Regions from separate parts of the Zea mays genome. Here region 2 is linked to region 1. Evidence: chromatin contacts called from public Hi-C data. All regions are on one chromosome and are shown on one strand. Each heading gives the region's core, a stretch centred on a gene start, on an enhancer-like site or on the middle of the called end of the contact. The rest is flanking DNA. Distances are from core to core; before and after follow the strand shown. Region 1 holds the start of LOC100383668 (F-box/kelch-repeat protein SKIP11). Region 2 holds the start of LOC100384416.

Region 1 (3,089 bases), core at 25-2,524:
TTGTTCATGTAAAGCAAGGCCACTACCGAGACCAATAAAAAATCATCAACTCATATCTTATTGACGATTTCCCAAATATGCTTACTTTCACATGAAGCTATGATATCTCATTTATCAATTGCATTTACATGTTGTCTTATGCTTGAACTAGATTGTTGCCATATTTTTAGCACAAAATACATAACTTTGGTATTCATTTGAACACTACATGAAATATCATCAAGTTTGCATCCTTGTTGAACCTTTGATACCCTTTCTTTAAGTACATGAAATATACTTAAAATTTCAGTTTAACACTTAGCAAACTTATTAGATCTTTAATTATATTGTTATTCAATTTGCCAAAAAATTATTGAAGAGATAGATACACTTTCACTTATTCAGATGTTTAAACAAATAAAATAAAAAGTCATTTTTATAGTATCTTTAGTGATAAAATAATTCATAACAAAATAAATAATACTTATATAAAATTTTTAAAAAATATAAATAATAAAGTATGATATAAAATAAAAAATCACATAATTTAAGAAGAAAATATATAATAGTATTTTTATGAAGTAATCAAGTATATGTTAGTAATTATGTGTTACTAGGATATAGTCCGTGCTAGCGCTATGATCTTGGGAAGGGGAGAGGGAGGATCGACGATGGCGATGACGCGAGAGAGGTGCCGGTAGCAGAGTCACAAGTGAGGGGGAGAGGGAAGAGATGTTGGGTCGTGGAGAGAGGGGCCAGCGACGTTAGGGAGGGATCGACGATGGTAGCGGTACGAGTGAGGTGGAGGGGCGGTGGAGTCACGTGGGATGGGAATCAGACGATAAGAGGGGAGGGGGTGTGGGTCGCTGTAGAGGAAGGGAGATGAGAGATGATCTAAAATAATAGTGATCATTTTATTTAATGAAGAGAAATGAATCAAACGATCTGAATCGTTGATTTTGATGATGCGTTAAGTCTGTTTGTATTTTATTGGATGAGTTTTGCAAAAGTTTAAACGGATGAATTATAAAATGGTCTAGACATAAATATATAATTATATTATACCTGTTTAAAATATTTAAGAACGATTTCACACGGTCTAAACCGATGCAGTGAAACAGATGGCTTGACCGGTTCCATATGCGGCGGCGGCACACGCCATACAGCAGGGAAAGCATTCGCCGCAGACCCGTGGTAGAAGAAGAGGGTGAGACCAGTCCATCTATTTCTAGCTATCCATCTTCTATATATATACGCAGTTATATTATATGGCCAATTAGATAGAGATTAGAGAGGGAGCTGGGAATGAAATTTTGTACAGGGAAGAGAGAGAGAGAGGGTAGTTGATGGGAAGGGTTTGATGTGACTGCCCTTTCTTTTCGCTTTGCTTCCTGGATCCAACTGCCGCCGCCGCATCTGTCTTCGTTGATTCGGTGTTCTTCGATCGGATGCCTTTATCTGCCTAGGTACGTGCGCCGATTCTTGCGTCGGGGGATTCAATTCTCGGATGGGTGGAGGGGGATTCGTCATTCGTGTTACTGAGCTATGAGTGGGTGGATGGGTTCGTGAGGTGCTTACCAGATCTCAGCTTCTCGATCTGTCCTTCGCGATTTGTCGCCCAATTCGTTTACCTCCTCCTATTTCTGCTCGCAGATCGGAGCAAGAGCAAAGCGCGGGGTGTAAATCCTGAGAGGAGGAAGAGAAGGAGGAGAGGAGATCGAGACCGGCTCCCCCCGTCTTGCTTGTGCTTGTCGCGTACGGTTCTTGTAAGAACCCGCAGCTGCCGCGTCCGGTTCTTTCAAGAACCCGCGGCGGGGATGGATCTGTACGACAAGCGAGAGGACATGGCGTTGCAAGACGGGGACTCCTGCCTGGCTTCCCGGGCTTCGCGGGGCGGATGCGACGTCGATTTACAGTGGGTGGATGGCCTCCTCGAAGGCGCCGGACGGAAGCGGCGTGCGCCGGAAGACTTCGAAGACGAGGTCCAGAAAATGGACGAGGTGGATGGCGGTGGCAAGCGCAGCAAGCCGCCGTCACCGCAGCCACACACGCCAGATATTCATGAAGCTCATGTCCCTGGCCGCCGCACCACCGTGGTGGCTGGTGGTGGGGAGCACAGCGGTGGTGGGGGTGACCTCATAGGAGAAATCGGTCGGGACCTGTCCATCAACTGCCTCCTCCGGCTGTCTCGGTCAGAGTATGGCTCAGTGGCATCGTTGAATCATGATTTCCGGTCTCTGGTGAGAGGAGGGGGGATCTACAGGCTGCGGCGGCAGAATAACATAGCGGAGCATTGGGTGTACTTCTCCTGTAATGTTTTGGAGTGGGATGCCTATGACCCCTACCGCAAGCGTTGGATCTCGGTGCCCAAGATGCCGCCTGACGAGTGCTTCATGTGCTCGGACAAGGAGTCTTTGGCTGTGGGCACCGAACTACTTGTGTTTGGGATGGCACATATTGTCTTCAGATACAGTATACTGACAAACTCTTGGTCACGAGGTGAGGTGATGAACTCTCCTCGGTGTTTATTTGGGTCGGCAAGCGTTGGTGAGAAGGCATATGTTGCTGGTGGCACTGATTCTCTTGGCAGGATCCTTAGCTCAGCAGAGCTATACAACTCTGAGACACATACTTGGACACCTCTTCCTAGCATGAATAAGGCACGGAAAAATTGCTCTGGGTTGTTCATGGATGGCAAGTTTTATGTAATTGGCGGTGTGACAAACAACAACATGGTATTGACCTGCGGTGAAGTGTACGATGTGCAGAGCAAGACTTGGAGGGTGATCGAGAACATGTCTGGTGGTCTAAATGGAGTGAGCGGTGCACCCCCACTTGTTGCAGTGGTCAAGAATGAGCTTTATGCTGCTGACTATAGTGAGAAGGATGTGAAGAAGTATGACAAGCAGAATAATAGGTGGATCACACTTGGTAAATTGCCTGAGCGATCTGTGTCCATGAATGGATGGGGCCTTGCATTCAGGGCATGTGGTGAGAGGCTTATTGTCATTGGTGGCCCAAGAACGCCAGTTGGGGGAACGATTGAGCTAACCTCATGGATTCCTGATGACAAGCCACCTGTGTGGAATCTGATGGACAGACGGCCATCT
Region 2 (3,155 bases), core at 586-3,085, 790 kb after region 1:
GATTTCAAGAACGCAAGTACTTCCACACGGTTGGCCCTCAACTCGTTGCACAAAAACGGTTTGTTCTTTCTCTATCCTACAGCCTTTCTCTTCTCCCCGCACTTTCTCGGTTTGTGGCCGCTCGATTCCTCTGGTGCGCCTCCTTCTCCCGTCGTGTCGGCCGGCCACCACACCTCCTCCACCCTTCGCCGCCCGTCGTGCCTCCTCCCTCCACCCGTTGAGTCTCCTCCCTCTGCCGGTCGTGTTGTCTACTCCCGCCGCGCCAGCCAGCCACCACGCCTCCTCCTCCCTCCGTCGCCCGCCATGTGACCTCCCTCCGCCGGCAACCGCGGGCAAGGATGTACTTTTGCTTGTAAAAACCTTGTTACTGGAGCTATGAATCATTTTCTACCCAAGCGCCACTAAAACTCCACAGTAAAGTTGCTCCATCCTACAGTTTTGGAACAGAGCTGCTCCAAAGTAGAGCAGAGTCATGCCAAACAGGCCCTAAATATCCTGCAATTAATTCAATACAGTTTGGTTCTATACTTTACATGTTAAAAATTGCCACACATTTTAAGCCACACTTGACTAAAGTTAGGCACTTAAATTATGTGCCACAGTTTGCCACGCCTAAGGAAATATTGTCACACTTTTACAAGTTTATGCAGCGGGAGAATAGTCTTGGCTAAACTGTGGCTATAAACCAAACACATGCCTACCTTGGTCAAACTTGCCTAAACTTAGGCGTGAGGCAGCGAACCAAACATGCCCATTGATATCATTGTTAGAATGGGCTCAACATTTCAACATACCCGTACATCCAAAAATGCACTGCATAAATTCTCATGCTTGAGTTCAAAATATATCTTAGGTATCCTCCAAATACACACAAAAGAACAAGACCTTAGATCGCAATTCCACATCAACTACATAGTGCATGAAGCGCAGCTTCATTTCAATTTCACTAGGCAGGTTTTACCAAAACTACTATCAATGGGATCTAGAAAAACGAAACAATTAAACAACCAAAACTCCACAGCATGCAAAATACTAAAAATGAGGAGCAATATTCGCATAACTTACTCGCCAAAGTGTTGTACTCTAAGCCGTTTATTCTGCAGGTCTCTGTCTTCATCCTCTTCGTCCAGGTTGCCCCACCCAACCTCCACACTGCCACCCGCATGGGAGGCGTCTAGGATACCACCCAACATGTCTCGGAACCTGAGAGAAGGGATAGATTGTCCGCCCAAGGCCGTTTTCGCATCATGCGAGCTACCAGCGGCGTCGGGGTTCCACTCCGGCAGAACCGCCGTCCAGTTATGTGAGCTGGGAGCGGGCTCCTGCCGCGGCGGGAGGTGCCAGCTTCGCCACCCCAGCGATAGCGCGAGTTCCAGCTCCTCTCGCACCTCCTCATTCCCATCTTCCTCGTCACCAGTTCCACCCCCAACGCCCTGCACGCCCTTCATCCGGCCCTCATTCGCCATGCCCTCAGGCCAAAAGATCAAAACCAAACCCTAGAGCCATCCCAGCGCCACTTCCGGCCAGACAGACCCGAACGCTCCTCCCCCACGCGTAACACTATGGAACTCACCGATTTGACACCACGGTACGGTGAACTCCACCGGATTCGGTCGAATCGACCTGGCCCAGCCACGCACGGACACCGGTAGTGCTGGCGCGCACGAAACAGGAACGAGTCCTCGGCGAGGTGGGCGGGGACTACGTCTCGTCGCGTCCGTACACGTATGCTCGAGTGGTGCCGCACCAGCAGGGCGGATCTGCGCGGCGCAGAGACGACGGTGGTGGCGGCAGGCTAGGGAGGTAGATCAGGGAAGGGTGAGAGGGACGGCTCGGATCGAGGGGGTGATGCGGCGCGGCCATATTATATGGTTCGGTACACTGACGGGTAGGGCCCGGGGCATCGGGGCCAGATGCCAGTGGAGTAGTTTTCTGCTGGACCGTGTTCTTGCTTAGGCTTTGCTATTGGAAAAAATTTTGCTGCAGCGGGCTGTAAACCAGAATATTTACAGTCTGTCTCACAAAAAGGAGAATAGACCCCACCTACAGGTTTATCAGGTAACGTTTTAATTGTGTTGTTGCACCTGTAGGTAGGGTATATCCTCTTTTTTGTGAGGGACTGCAAACATTCAAATTTGCAGACGGCTGCACCAATTTTTTTTCCCGGTGCACTCTTTTTTTATTGTTTGTTAGTACTAATACCATGAATAGGATCGTTCCACTAAATTTAAGCAATAGACTTAAGATACATCATATAATTTTAGATGGAGTGATTCTTTAAACCAAATAACTTTAATTTTTCCCTTTATCGCACTATGCAGATACCTCACCTCATCACCTACTTTCTTCCTTCCATAACGGTTCTCTCTAAATAATCGCTCTATAACCTACTATTACTATCATAAAATGTCATTTTTCATACATATCTCTACTACTCTATATAATGGTAGAGTGGGCGTCCACCTTTTTTGGTGAAGCACGCCCCCGCCTCTGTCTCCCGCAATCGTCTCTCACTACCGCGATCCCCGCCCGTCCATCCCACGCCCGCGTCGTCACGTCCGCCATCTCCTCCTCGTCTGCAGTCCTCAGAAGGTGAAAGGGAAATGTGCCCTTGGGCCATTTCTATAATGTTTTGGTGATTAAGTGTCCAACACATAGTAAGTGAGTTCATATGTGCCAAACAAATAAAAAGTGCAAATCATATAACAAGGTATGTTTCTAGACTTAGTCATTGTTTTGAGTACTAATGTATTTTGTCTAAGTGCTAGAAATAGGAAGAAAAGAATTGGAAAAAGACTTGGCTCTGTGCAGCCAACTCCAGCTCGGCTTGGCACACTGGACTGTCCGGTGGTGCACCGGACAGTGTCCGGTGCGCCAGGCTGGTCCGCGTGAAAAGGCCACTCTCAGGACTCGACGGCGGCGTACGGCTATAATTCACCGGACCGTCTGGTGGTGCACCGGACTGTCCGATGAGTCATCAGCGGCGAACTCGTCGCCCTCGGGAAAAGCAAAAAGGCGACGTGGCTATAATTCACCGGACTGTCCGGTGGTGCACCGGACTGTCCGGTGAGCCAACGGTCGCCAGCGCAACGGTCGGTCCAGCAATCCGCGGGCGACACGTGGCCCGCAGCAACGGTCAGTTAGGGCACACCGGA

What was found. A called contact is a pair of places that touch in the nucleus more often than the background predicts.
Region 2: a Hi-C map of leaf shows a contact between it and region 1, with 8 times the contacts expected there. The contact joins the promoter of LOC100384416 here to the promoter of LOC100383668 in region 1. A contact is called at or near these places in 4 of 25 Hi-C or Micro-C datasets (ear, leaf and tassel).

Annotation. Positions count from the first base shown.
Region 1 is chr5:36,715,332-36,718,420 of Zm-B73-REFERENCE-NAM-5.0, forward strand. It overlaps LOC100383668 (F-box/kelch-repeat protein SKIP11), which reads left to right and starts at 1,275. Exons shown (of 3, transcript NM_001176310.1): 1 at 1,275-1,549; 2 at 1,633-3,089. The coding sequence starts at 1,797.
Region 2 is chr5:37,505,108-37,508,262 of Zm-B73-REFERENCE-NAM-5.0, forward strand. LOC100384416 reads right to left here and starts at 1,836. Exons shown (of 18, transcript NM_001362362.1): 1 at 1,066-1,836. The coding sequence starts at 1,466.